2 separate regions of the Muntiacus reevesi genome follow, and region 2 is linked to region 1. The links are chromatin contacts, called in public Hi-C maps. All regions are on one chromosome and are shown on one strand. The core of a region is the stretch at or near the end of the contact, and the rest is flanking DNA. Distances in the headings are between cores, read along the strand shown.

Region 1 (6,936 bases), core at 3,230-5,729:
CCCCTTCAAGCTATAAGTATCATCAAAATTCAGAGAAACAAAAATCCACGATCTGCTGTTTTCAAACGATAATTTTAAGGAAGACATGCAATTCAAAAATGTAATTAGCTGGAGCTACTTTTTTGATTATATTATGTGCACCTCCTCTTTGATTGTTTTAATCTAAGTTAAATGTAAATATAAGATGCTCATAAATGCTAATGAATTTATACGCTAGAAATCAACTGATAACCAAAAATAATCTAAGACAAATGGTGCCCAGAGAGATTAGAAAAAGAGGATATATCAGATGAAATAAACACATTAAATAAAATAACTGACAAACTAAATTCAAGAGAAAGAGTAATTCAAGAGACCAAAGTAATGAAGACAGATGGAAAATCCAGTAGGCTAAGGAAACAATGTTGTGAAGACAAAGGAGTGGGCACAGAAAAGACAATGCAGACAATAAAAACGCTCAGGGTGTCAAGAGGTTTCACGCAAGGGCACAGTCAGCTTGAACCTGAAGTTGTGACTTTACAGGACACATTTCACTTTGGAAAACCTTTTAGTTTTTTGAGTAGAAACAACAAATAAGACAAGTGTTGAACATTCAGTCAACAGTTCTTTATTCAATCATTCGCTGGGTGCCTCTTTAGCACTAGATGTAGTAGCATGATTGTGCACAGTAAAAAATAATCAAAGAAACCCACTTAAGCAGTGCATTCTCTAAGTGTACAAACTGAAAGATGGAAAAAAACAGAGTAAGAAGGCAGATGAGGACCAGTATAGTGATAAATTCTGCTGTATAACTTCTACAATTCTGAAGCTCAGGTCTACCCTAGCTACCATATCCAGCCCACAGTCTTGTTTTATCAATAGTCCTACCACAAAAATCAGAGCAAGACCAACTGGAACATAGTCAGATATTCAGTATGCTGAAATGAATGTGTTCACAACTCTCTCTCTCTGTGTTGGGCAAGACATGTGTGATGAACGGACAACAGCAGGATATACAAGAACTGCTGAACAGTTCACTCAAGCAAGCAATACCAAGCAGGACTCGCCAAAGAAAATTAGCTTAAGCATGCAAGATGACATAACTGCTAATCAGCTATAGCTGATAGAAACTACTATCTGAATATCATATTAAGAATGAAATTGCTCTTCTGTGAACAAAGATATCAGGCTTATCATGGCCTAGAAGGCAAAGCTAGAAGCAATAGCAATTCTGAGCTGACTACAGATTTATAGATATACATAGACTGTGGATATATAGATATTAAAACTCAACATATATTCAGTGTGAACTACAGTTCCCACAAGAGCCAATCACTCAACCTAAATGGAGGGTGTCATTTTCCAAAAAACAACGGGCAACCACATGGGTTACAGTTTATAATTTTCCTACTTCCCAAAAGAGTATAAAACATTTTACAAATTAACACATTTAAACATAATATTTAAGCTGGCTCCATCTAATAGTAGGAGTATTTGAAGGAATTAAAGATGAATATATTACCAACTTCAGTAATAAATTTGACTGAAGACTTTTTGCCAAATTGAAGATGCAGCTACATAGTTTCCATTTTGAAACAAACAGAAAGCATAAGCAAAAATTTCCTTGAAACTGAACTCAGCAGAAATTTGGTAATCTATTGTGCAAATCACAATCTGTAATACACTGAATAGAATTATTAACTATTATTTTGCAGGAGATATCAAAGTAATTTCACAAGGCAATTTTCCTAGCTGAAAATTAGAAAATGAGAATTTTCTAATTGTATAAAACAAAAGCAGAACAACAATTTAAGAATGAGATTTCTGCAAAAGACTGAGATAATACAGTTCAAACACCAATATTTCACTTAACCATAGGATAACAAAAGTAATAAACTTAATCTGGGTAGTTAGGTAACATTGCTGTTGTAACCATAGTTGTATACACCCTCCCTCTGTATTAGAATCATCTGTGATTTGACTGTTACTCTAAATTAAGTTTAAAATTAAGCTTTCTAACAAGTGTCTACAATCCAGCTATCTTATAATGTTGATTAAAGAGTGCCACAAATAGGTGTTATGATTCACAAAATAAAAGATATGAAAGAATTTAGCAGGATGAATTCTATAGACAATCAATAAATGTTATTTTTCTACTCTTCCAGAGAACAGGAATGAAATCCGGCATTTTCCTGTGAAAGTAGAGCCATACTTATAGTTTTATCTGGAGAGGATGAAGACAACAAACTCCAGTAAAAATTCAAAGAATTCTTAACTTTCCCATATTCATATGTAACCTAATGTTTCATTAAGAAGTTAAAACATATACATATAAACTTTGAAGTTGTTGGGCTTTTTCTTTTAGTAAATAAATGTGCTTAATTGGCAAAACTAACCTAGTTGTGTGATATAAACGTTTAGTGTAATTTCAAAAATTCAAAACAAAGGTTATTATCATTAAGATACAGAACTGACAGGTTTTTAAAGCTTAAAGGGACCTTATAGATGTTCTAGATAAAACTCTCCCTTCCCCCACCTTATTTCAAAATATGAGAAAATTGCAGACTTGAGAGGTTAAATGAGACAGGCCAAATGACTGACTGAGCCTAGGAGTAAAGAGCTTGAGCCTCCTGACATCCAGCACTTTTCTAACAAGACTATGCTGCCTCCTGTGGTTCCAAACCCTCCCTTGGGTGAGATTACCTCAGTTGTCTCATTTGTTTTCTTTACATTCTATCCTGAGCCATAGTTGTCATTTGTAACTTTCCCATAAAATTATAATTTTCCAAACTGTTTTCTGAATGATTTTACAGCTGAGTGTAAATCCCCCAGCCTTCTAAATTTCATGGCAGGCAGATTCTTCACCTTCCGAGGCACCAGGGAAGACCTAAATTTCAGAGCAATACACCTAAAAAACACCTGAAACAAATGCACACTAGTGGTACATAATCAAATGCAAAATCACTCTCCAGCATAATTCAATCTACAAATTCAAAAAACAATTTTATTAAGCACCTCTGATAGGCAGGGTCTCTGTTAAATGATGGTGATATGAAAACCAATACGATATGATCCTTGTCCTCAAGTAGCTTATAGTCTAGTAGAGAAGACAATTAAACCAAACTGTGCTTGTTAAAAACACTATAAAAAGGGTGGGCAGGTGGCTATGAACACATTTAGGAAGAGAATCTAATAAAGAAAGGTGGGATCAGGTAATGACTGACTTCCCAATGAGGTCTTGAACAGCAACAGCGAAAACAATGGTAGTATCACCCGTATTTAGCAGAGTCCAAAAAGAATTAAAAGAGAGCAACGCCAATTTATTCACGGGGGAAAAAATGAAACGTGCTAGTTTACAGCGGTTTAGTATCTAATAACTAACAATAACTAGACTTTTTCAAAGGAAAAGAACCTGATTTCAACGTAGCAGTAAAACAATACAGGTCTTCCATTATTTCTTAATAAAATTTAAATTACTATTTTAAAACAAAAGGAAAAAACTGCCTTTGAAACACGTCAAGTTAACAGTCACGACAACTGTGTGAAAAGCTGCATAGTAAAATCCTCCTCAAAATTCCAGGGGAAAAAAATCCCAGCTGATACAAGATGGAAACCTGGAGAACCGGTAGCCCAGGACGGACGAAAACTACCCCTCATTACTCAGGAATAACAACGTTCAGTTCGAAGATTCACGGTGGGGGTACTCTTGCTTACATTTTAAGGCAAAGTTGGGGGGAGGGCGAAGATCAGAATGCAAGGAAATCGTAAGAGGCAAGTGAAGTGACGGGAAAGAGCGGAAAAGGTGGGCAAGAACCCAGAAACCGAAGACTGAAAGACGGATGGAAAAGACAGGAGAACGGTGTCGGAAAAGACAGGAGAACGGTGTCAGAAAAGAGTCGTCCAGAAAAAGGGAGGAGATGGGGGGGAGGGGACAGAGTTGGGGAAGGGCTGTCCAAAAAATGAATTAAGAGGGAAATGAGAGATCAGAGGATGTAGTGGGCCGAGGCGTCCTCAGCCGCGGATAAAAACGCCAGAATATAAAAGGTAAGGCCGATGAAGAACCGCAGAGTTTTAACCTCCTCTTTCCCAGCCTCTAACCCGCAGAGAGGAAGGAAGAAGTTGTTCCCAGCCTGAGGGAAGGAATTCCGGCGCAGCTTCCCAGTCCCGGAGCCCGCGAGGTGGGGCGCCGTCCAGCGGGTCCCGGGCCCCTCTTCATCCCCCTCGGACGCTCGGCGGGCCCCGGTTACCTGGACAGGGAGTCCACGCTGGGCGGCCGTGCTACTGCTGGCTGGGAGCCAAGACTCTCGCAACTCGAGCTCTTCTCCATGGCGCGGCGCGGGGGCAGCGGGAGGAAAAGCCTGCGGCGACCGCCGCGGCTGCCCGGCGGGAGGAGCTGAGGGCGGGGTGCGACGGGCAGGGTCCGAGCTCAGGCCCGCGCCGGCCCGGCAGGGAGACCGGAAGCGGCCATGTTCCCCCAGCCTGCACCGCGCGGGCGCTGCCGGGAGCCGGGGGCGCCGCCCGCCCTCGCGCGCCTCGCACGCCGCCACCCCGCGCGGCCGCCGGGGCCTGGGAGCGCGTGACGGCGCCTGAGGGCCGAGGCTCCTCTGAGGCCGGCGGGAGCCGGGGCTGCAGGAGGAGGGGCCGTTTTAAAAATCATCAAGGAAGCAGCGAGTACTACGGACGAGGGTCTGAAGAAAAACAAGGACCTTAACGACGGGGACGATTGTGACGGAAATGTGGGGGTCGGGGGAGAGGACAGAATAATAAAGGATGTGGGCAGACCGTAGGATGAGAGGCGTGGGGGGATGAGGAAGGGAGGCCCTGAACACTGACTGGTTCGCGTAAAGGATGAGGCTGTGAGAGGTGAGATGGCGAAATACTCATCAGGTCAAGGGCTGAATATGATTAAGTAATTGCTCATTAAATCATAATTAAAGCCTACTTTAAATTAGTGGATTCAAATCCTGCCTCTCTCAGTTATTTGCAGTGTAACCCAAGGCATGGAACATTAACTTTTTTATCTGTAAAACAGGAAAACCAACTTCACAGATTAGATGACTTAATACATCTTAAACATTTAAAACAATCCTTCATACATAGAAAGCCTTCAAATGTAAGTAGTATTACTACCCTCTCCATAAGGGTGGTTAGGATGAAGTGGACTAGTGTGTATAAGCAGTTTCTAGCACAGTTTCAAACGTGATAGCTACAGGAGACGAGGGAGTTGAGAAGGAAGAAGTGATTGGTATGGTAAGGGTAGTATGGAAAGTATAAACCAGGTAGGAAAAAAATTGCTCATCATTCTGTTTCCCTTGCACCCCTGGCCCACCTTTATAGAAAGGGCACTACAAAAAAATAAAAGCTGGAACTATCAGTCCTGCTGTAGCTTGGATTAAACTCTGTGATTTTGAAGGGTGTGAAGGGGAAAAACCACTTTGGCATTAATCCATTGTCCACACAGAAAGGTATGAAAGAGGAATTGGCGAGGAAACTGTTAAATGTGCAACAGATATATATACCATTGGCTGCAGTGGCTATTGGATAGAAGGCAAAGGTTTAGCCGTCTTTCCCTGCCCTCAAATTCCCCAACAAGGCAGGAAGGGAGTGTAAACGGATAATCTGTGATAAGAGAACAGGAACTGGGTGAAGGGGAAGTGCTTCTGCTGGTAATTTTCTATCACAGAGGACAAAGGAAGGCCATGGAAAGGATATCATAAAGGAATTTCTCTGGTTGAGACGGAATCATAGTCACCTCATGTACATGGTATAAAAATATGCAAAGGTTATTTCTGTGAAAGAAATGAAGACAATGAGTAGTTTAAAAAAAAAGCTGCCTTGCTAGGGTAAATAGAATTATGTTGATTTAAACTAGATGTAATTTACACTCGCAGTAAATGATGTCTTTAGGAAAGTCTCAAGGTATAGAAGCAGTGAAATATTAACTTGCAAGTACGTTCCTCAGAAGAGCAGCTAACCTAGTTGTGTTCTGTCTAAACTATAGTTTGTTGTTGTTCAGTCGCTAAGTCCTGTCCAACTCTTTGAGACCCATGGACTGCAGCTGGCCAGGCTTCTCTGTCCATCACTATCTCAAATTCATGTCCAATGAGTTGGTGATGGTATCTAACCATCTCATCCGCTGCCATCTCCTCCTCTTGCCCTCAATCTTTCCCAGGATCAGGTCTTTTCTAATGAGTTGGCTCTTCACATCAGGTGGCCAAAGTATTGGAGCTTCAACTTCAGCGACTGTCCTTCCAATGAAAATTGAGTGTTGATTTCCTTATCTCCTTACTGTCCAAGAGACTCTCAAGTGTCTTCTCCAGCACCACAATTGGAAAACATCAGTTTTTCAGTGCTCAGCCTTTATGATCCAGCTCTCACATCAGTACATGACTACTGGAAAAACCATAGCTTTGACTATGTGGACCTTTGTTGGCAAAGTGATGTCTCTGCTTTTTAACATGCTGTCTAGGTTTGGCATAGCTTTTCTTCCAAGGAGCAAATGTGTTAATTTCATGGCTGTCGTCAGCATCCGCAGTGATTTTGGAGCCCAAGGAAATAAAATCTGCCACTGTTGTACTTTTTACAATGAATGAATATGTATTGAAGCAAAAAGACTTGGCCTTTCTGTTCCATTCTCTAGCTTGGCAGGTGCTGGATGACAACTATTGTTTTTTATTTCTATAATCTATAAAGAGAGCTTAACTGTACTCTGATAGGCAAAGAGAACAGGTAGTCAGAAACAAGAATAAATATCTATAATGATTCATTAGGAAAAAAAAAAAACTTGCTAATGCTTTTCAATCCCTACCTGTCTTCCAAATTGTTGGCTCACTGTCACCTGATGTCTCGACATGGATTTTCCAATCTAAGTTTGGTAAAAGCTGATGAATCCTTGGACAGTAACCCTTGTACTTTCTGCTACTCAGTTCACTTTTTCAGTTCACTTCAGGCACTCAG
Region 2 (6,936 bases), core at 2,845-5,344, 470 kb after region 1:
GGAATCTTCCCGATCCAGGAATCGAACTTGGTTCTCTTGCACTGCAGGCAGTCTTTGACACTGAGCCACCAGGAGCACCATCAAAATCATCACAAGTATAAAGGAACAATTAGAGACAAGATAACTAGAAAAACAGTAATATATATATATATATATATATTTCTATGGCTGCTAAGAAAAGAGAAATATGATCACAATCCAATGAGATGACCTCAAAACACTCATGTAAGAACTTACGTATTTAACTGTTTGCCATCTCCTTTAAAGAAATCACTTTATGAGGTTGATTGTTCTAATATTTCTACCATGGCACAGAATATTCTGGAGATTTTCTGAAAACCATACTTTCAAAAAATAAGAAAATACTCACACTTTGTTTTTTATCCCAAAGAGAGGTTTAAATATCTACTTTATTCATTTTTCCTAGTTAGAAGGGACTGTTACTAGCTTCCAGAAATTAAATCTAATTTGAAAAGATGAAGACTAACTACTATTAAAGAGATTTTTTAAATGTGCTACAAACTGACATTCCAAAACTAGAATGTCACATCTTTTTTGAGCAATGGAAGTATTACTGAACCAAGTTTATGGCTCCCCAAGATGATTACTTTTTTTTGGTGGGGGAGAGAGATATCACCTATTTGATTGTACAGATTCTGTTATGTTTATAAGACAATGTAACTGCTTCTAAAATGGTAACAACTCATACAAAATAAGAACAGTTGCTAAGACTATACAAAATAAATTATCATGTAGGCAATCTTATCACAGTAACTGCTACAAGATACATTCAGCATTGTAATAGCAATCAAACAAATCCTAGTCCATAGACCAAATATTCTGCTATTTGAAATTACACTCAGATTGCATCTTACAGAAGATATGTATTAAAATAAGCAAAGAATAAAACTGTACTTTTTCAAAGATCTCTATATTGCTTTACAAAGTATGGATTTTTGTACTCCATAATGCTTCAAAATATGTCCACCCAGTTTCTCTTTCAAGTTTTAAACTGATTACTGTTTCTTTTTATTAAGCACTAGGTAAAATTATACAGGTTGTATTTTGAAGCCATGTAGTACAAAGAAGGATTTTTAAAGCACATATAGTTATAAATTTGTGCAAGCTAACTGTATATATGCTTTTCACTGTAATAAGAAGGTAAGGCTGTTTTATAAAAATCTCTCTGAATTGGGAGAAGTAATGGAAAAAAAGTTTATGAAAACCAAAGACAAATATGGCCTCAGTAGATACACTAAAGAGTGGCCTGTAGGAACATTAAAGTAAAAGATGCCTTTTATTAGTACTCAAAAGCAGTTTCATACACACTAGATGTTTATCTCACAAAACTGTACCATGTGAAAAACAGCTATTTATCGTATCAAGAGGTGACTCTTATGATGGCAGAAACAACTAAGAATGTCACACTATACAAATACCCGTGACTGCCACAGAGTTAAGCTATTAAAACACCCTTTATGTATTTTCAGGGCATTTTCAGATATATTTTAAAGTCCTGACAATGATCCTAGAAGGAAGATATTATCTATCTTCAATTATAAAAGTCAAGGCCAAGGACATAGATTTTAAATGACTTACCAAAGATCACACAGCTCTTTAGTGACAGAACAGGGATTAGAAACCAGGTCTTCTGATTCCCAGTCCAGCGTTACACAATGACTGCTGCCAATATTATATTTGTACAAAGTAGGAAAAGTTATGCTTTCAAAAAGTCATTATTGTATCTCTCATTCACTCTAAATTTTAGTTTCAAAAAATATCATTAAAATAGTCTGAGTAAGTTTACAAACATACTTTTTCAATTATGTAACTGAGCACGTGAGCTAGGCCAAAAACTTCTAAAAATTATTTATCCAAAACGCAAAACAAGAATGTGCAACAGAGATGAAAATTTGAAGGCTTCCCTCTACCACCTTACTGACAACACGGATTACAAAATTTAAGGGATTCCCCATTGAATCCAAATGTAAAGATCCCAAAGAAAGGCAGTCTCTGGTGACAAAAAATTGATCTTGGAAAACTTCAGTGTTGAATATTGAGGAGGCAAACTTTACCTAAACAAACAAAATTTCATTTGGAAACAAACAAAATTTCATTTGGCCAAGTGCCAAATTTCCAGGGCCTCTTTCATATGTCAAACTGCTGTTTATTGTCAAAAATTCTGTCATTGAAAAAGATAATTTGATTATGGCTGGCTCTTTTTTTAAATTGTGGATACTTTTACTTTGTGAGCTGGGGAGAGAAGAAGGATGACAGAGGGAAAAGGTGAGTGACCTGAATCTCCTCAAGAGAAATGAAGGTTGATGGGTAAAACATCTCTTGAGCATGAGAATTCACTCGGAAAACAGTCCAGGCAAATGGATGTAATTTTTATATAGGCTGAGTATACACTCAATTTCTTGAAATCAAAGTTTAAGCAAAATTTTAATGATATCTAACCTGTTAGGCAAAAAGAAAAATAGAAGCTCCAAACAGAAAGCATTAAATAAGTGAATGAGGATGATCAGTACTATCTCATCTTTGTGCTTCATGGTGAAAATCACTTACTATCTTGTCTGCCAAACAATGTCAGGGCAATAACCCATATAGCGTGTGCTCTTTCGCTAACACTGGGGTGACTAAACGGGTACGTACTTTGATGCTACCTGAATTTCTTATCAGAAGAAATATCCTTTATTCTAGACTTTGAGGTTAATTCATCAAAAAAAGATTCATTCTAGGAATCATCCACTTGCCCTATGAAAATGTAGGTGGTAGTTTAAAAATTAAAAATTTGAAGGGAAGTGGAACTTCCACCATTACCTGAAATTCCAACTGAAGGGATGCGCCCTATCTGAAAAACATTACCTACCCCTCCTTAAGGTTCCCTTTTGTATGACAGTTCGAAGAAGAAACCGTGACAAACCAAAGCACTGAATGTATACACGATGCGCTGGCACCAATTAGGACCTGGGGCGTTTCTCGAAGAATTCAACCACATGGTCTCAGCTCCCATGGAGCTCACAATCTCATGAAAGGAACATCGAAACAAGCCAGAGTAATACATGATTTAAGGGCTACAGAATATGATTCCTTTTTTTTTTTTTGCTCTTATCATATTGCTGGGAACAAATGCATCATAGTTCTTCCGCGAAAACAGGGCAGCACTACACGACACAAGTAGGAAAACAGCAAGAAATATATAGAAAAAGCCAATGTCCCCCACTTAGGCTCACCGTTCAGTATTCCACAATTTCGCATAGAGTGAATCCTGCCAGCTGGCATCCCAGACTACTATAGCATTCATCGAAATCTATAACCCTGAAGATGGTTCGCTAAATTCAGCAGGGCTGAGGGGTTGAGGAAGGAACAGAGCCTCTGGGGAGCTAACAGCAGAGTGCAACACCAGATACTCTGTATCTCGTGATACAAACCTGGCTCCTCCGCGGGACACAGACGCCTGGCGCAGCAAGCCCGCCCGGCCACCACTAGCCACCTGATGGGAAGGGCGCCGCAGCTGGAACTCGGGACCCTCCGACACGGCTTGGCGAGGGCGCGCGCGGGACGTCACAGACCCCCAGAGCTTACAGGCGCTCGACCCCCAGAAAGCAACCGAGATCTGGAAAGACTAGAGAAGCGCGCGAAGTCACCCTCCGCGTCCCGTGCATCCGGCCGGCCCACTGCCCCTTCGCGGAAGGAGCGGGCGACACGCCCGTCGCAGCCCGGACCCCACGGCGCGCGAGGGGAACGAAGCGCAGTGCGGGAAGCAGTCCCACCCACCCCGAGCGCGCCCGCGGGAACGTTTCCCGCCTGCAGGCTGAGAGGAGCGGCGTCCCCCGGCCCTCCAACAAACCCTCAGCAGCCGGAGCAAAAGCGAGTCCCCGCCCCGAGGGAGCGCGCACCGCCCCCGCGCTCTCACCTTTCAAACCTCCTTAGCCTCCGCCTCCGCCTCTGCCTCCGCCCAGGTACCCAAGTCCGGACGGGCGACGCTCCTCCTCCTTCCGGGCTCCAAGGGAAGTCCCGCCTCTGGGCGGGGCGAGGGGCGGGGCCGCGCGCGGGAGGGGGCGTCTTCCGGGAGCGGGCGCTAGTGGGAGGAGCGGTTGCCGCGCGTTAGGCAGGGCGCCGCCGAGGGGTCCTGGTTCCGACTGAGGTTGGGAGAGGGTCTCGGCGGCCTTGTGAGGGGCCGGGAGGACCGTGCAGACTAAGTAAGCCCGACGCGGGGAAGTGGGGCTTGCTGTGGAAAGGTCTGGCTGCTGGAGAAGGAATCCAGCGTCACGTCCCTCTGGGGAAGGGGGCCAGTCCCCGACTCCCTGACTCTTCCGCTCTCGGCGGTAACTTTGGGGTGTGGCAGAGGTTAGTGACGGCTGTTGACCTGCGATCTGGGCCTGAAGGAGGTTTGTGGTCGCGATGGGGAGCTAGTCTTTCTCGCGGCCTCCGGGGGAATAAAACAGATGTTTGTAATCCGGATTATCCGCGGTGACTTGGGCCTCCTCTGCTGCCCAAGTAAAGTTAAAGGCCTGAGCCCTGAAACTTCCGCCAGCCAAGTCCAGCTAGGGACGGGGTCAGGGCCACCGGGTTCCTGGTGAGGTTGAAAGAGTGAGTGTGTAAGGTTGTGTTAAAGTGAGTCAGTGAGAGTAGGCAGAATTTTGTGGGTTGCTTCCGTGAGTGTGCGAACTGGGTCCCACAGCCTCACCATGTCAGGGAAACGGAAGCGTGTGGTGTTGACCATTAAAGATAAGCTTGATATAATAAAGAAACTTGAAGATGGAGGTTCTTCCAAACAACTGGCAGTGATTTATGGAATTGGCGAAACGACAGTTCGAGATATAAGGAAAAATAAGGAAAAGATCATAACTTATGCAAGCAGTTCAGACTCTACAAGTCTTCTGGCTAAGAGGAAATCTATGAAACCATCCATGTATGAGGAACTGGACAAAGCGATGCTAGAATGGTTCAACCAGCAAAGAGCAAAAGGGAATCCCGTGTCTGGACCAATTTGTGCAAAAAGGGCAGAGTTCTTCTTTTATGCTTTGGGAATGGATGGTGATTTTAACCCCTCTGCCGGTTGGTTAACTCGTTTTAAGCAACGGCACAGCATTAGAGAGATTAATATTAGAAATGAAAGATTAAGTGGAGATGAGACTGCTGTGGAGGATTTTTGCAGCAACTTTCGAGACTATATTGAACGAGAGAATTTGCAGCCCGAGCAAATCTACAATGCAGATGAAACTGGACTGTTTTGGAAATGTCTGCCTTCCAGGACTTCGGTAATCAAAGGTAAATGCACAGTCCCTGGGCACAAGTCAGTGGAAGAAAGAGTCACTATCATGTGTTGTGCCAATGCAACAGGTTTACACAAACTTAAGCTTTGTGTTGTGGGGAAAGCAAAGAAACCTCGCTCTTTCAAGTCAGCTGACACCTCAAACCTGCCAGTCTCTTATTTCAGCCAAAAAGGCGCATGGATGGATCTTTCCATTTTCCGACAGTGGTTTGATAAGATTTTTGTGCCCCAAGTTCGAGAGCACTTAAGATCCAAAGGGTTGCAAGAAAAGGCTATACTCTTATTGGATAATTCACCAACACATCCAAATGAAAACGTCCTGAGGTCAGATGATGGCCAAATATTTGCTAAATATTTACCACCTAATGTGGCTTCGTTGATTCAGCCCTTGAATCAGGGAGTCATAGCTACAATGAAGAGAAACTACCGAGCACGTCTTCTCCAGAACAACTTGGAAGAAGGCAATGACCTGAGGTCATTCTGGAAGAAGCTAACTCTACTAGATGCACTTTATGAAATAGCAATGGCATGGAATTTAGTAAAGCCAGTTACCATCAGCAGAGCATGGAAGAAGATTCTCCCTACCATAGAGGAGAAAGAAGGCCTAGACTTTGATGGGGAAGATATCTCAGTGGCTGCCATTGCTACCATTTTACAACACACCAAAGGATTGGAAAATGTGCCTACTGAGAACATTGAAAAATGGCTTGAAGTGGACAGTACTGAACCAGGCTATGAAGTCTTAACTGACAGCGAAATCATCAAAAGAGCACAAGGTCAGACAGATGAATCCAGTGAAGAGGAAGAGGAGGAAATAGAACTGATTCCAGAGAAACATATTAATCATGCAGCTGCTCTCCAATGGACTGAAAATTTATTGGATTATCTAGAACAACAAGGTGATATGATTCTGCCTGATAGACTGGTGATACGTAAACTTCGAGCCACCATCAGAAATAAACAAAAGATGGCAAACTCAAGTCAGTAATGGCATATCTGCCTTAGCATTGTTTTGGTAATTGTGTAACTCTTGACCTCTTTGCAATATGGCTTTACTTGGTGTTATGAATTCTCAGACACAGCCCTGTGAAATATAGATACAAAAAAAGAAAGTATCTGAAGCGGTTTAAGGCTTATGTGTTTTGTAGCATCTGTCCGGTTATTTGTGTAGATAATCAGAAGCTGATTCTGTATAGGTGTAAGTTACATATGCATATGTATTCACTTTCATAGATCTACAATTATCCCTTCCATTACAGTGGTATTCCATAAAATTTCTAGCAGAAGTTACAAGTAACAGTGAACAGATAGAGCACTTTCCTGAAATCTTTTGTTTCTTGTGTGAGGGCAGCCACAGTAATCTTTTATTGTGCTAACCATCTTAAGTGATTATTTGTATATTTGGAATGAGTGATCTATAATAATTCAAAATGAGAAAACTGATCTGTGAATTAATAAAATAACTTAGGAATCATGCTTTTCTTTGTTTTTTAGAGGGGAGATTTCTCTGGAAATGAAGTAAATATAGGAAGTGGTGCTAACTTCGAAAACTAGAAAATTTAGAAAACTATTGGAAAGCTGATATTCTGACTTATTCATTTGTAGAAACAGGGAAGTGAAAATTTGGGGAACTTTAGGTTATTTATAAAAAGGGA

The links. Hi-C and Micro-C count contacts between places; a contact is called where the count stands out from the background.
Region 2: a Hi-C map of blood shows a contact between it and region 1, with 2.7 times the contacts expected there. The contact joins the promoter of JRKL here to the promoter of MTMR2 in region 1. A contact is called at or near these places in 2 of 3 Hi-C or Micro-C datasets (blood and muscle).

The regions. Positions count from the first base shown.
Region 1 is chr9:76,638,837-76,645,772 of mMunRee1.1, forward strand. It overlaps MTMR2 (myotubularin related protein 2), which reads right to left and starts at 4,480. Exons shown (of 15, transcript XM_065943970.1): 1 at 4,227-4,480. The coding sequence starts at 4,306. LOC136174122 (a long non-coding RNA gene) reads left to right here and starts at 3,927. Exons shown (of 3, transcript XR_010664382.1): 1 at 3,927-4,023.
Region 2 is chr9:77,109,847-77,116,782 of mMunRee1.1, forward strand. It overlaps JRKL (JRK like), which reads left to right and starts at 4,095. Exons shown (of 1, transcript XM_065945212.1): 1 at 4,095-6,393. The coding sequence starts at 4,695. The coding sequence ends at 6,269. It overlaps CCDC82 (coiled-coil domain containing 82), which reads right to left and starts at 3,990. Exons shown (of 10, transcript XM_065944016.1): 1 at 3,920-3,990; 2 at 3,435-3,619; 3 at 1,600-1,683.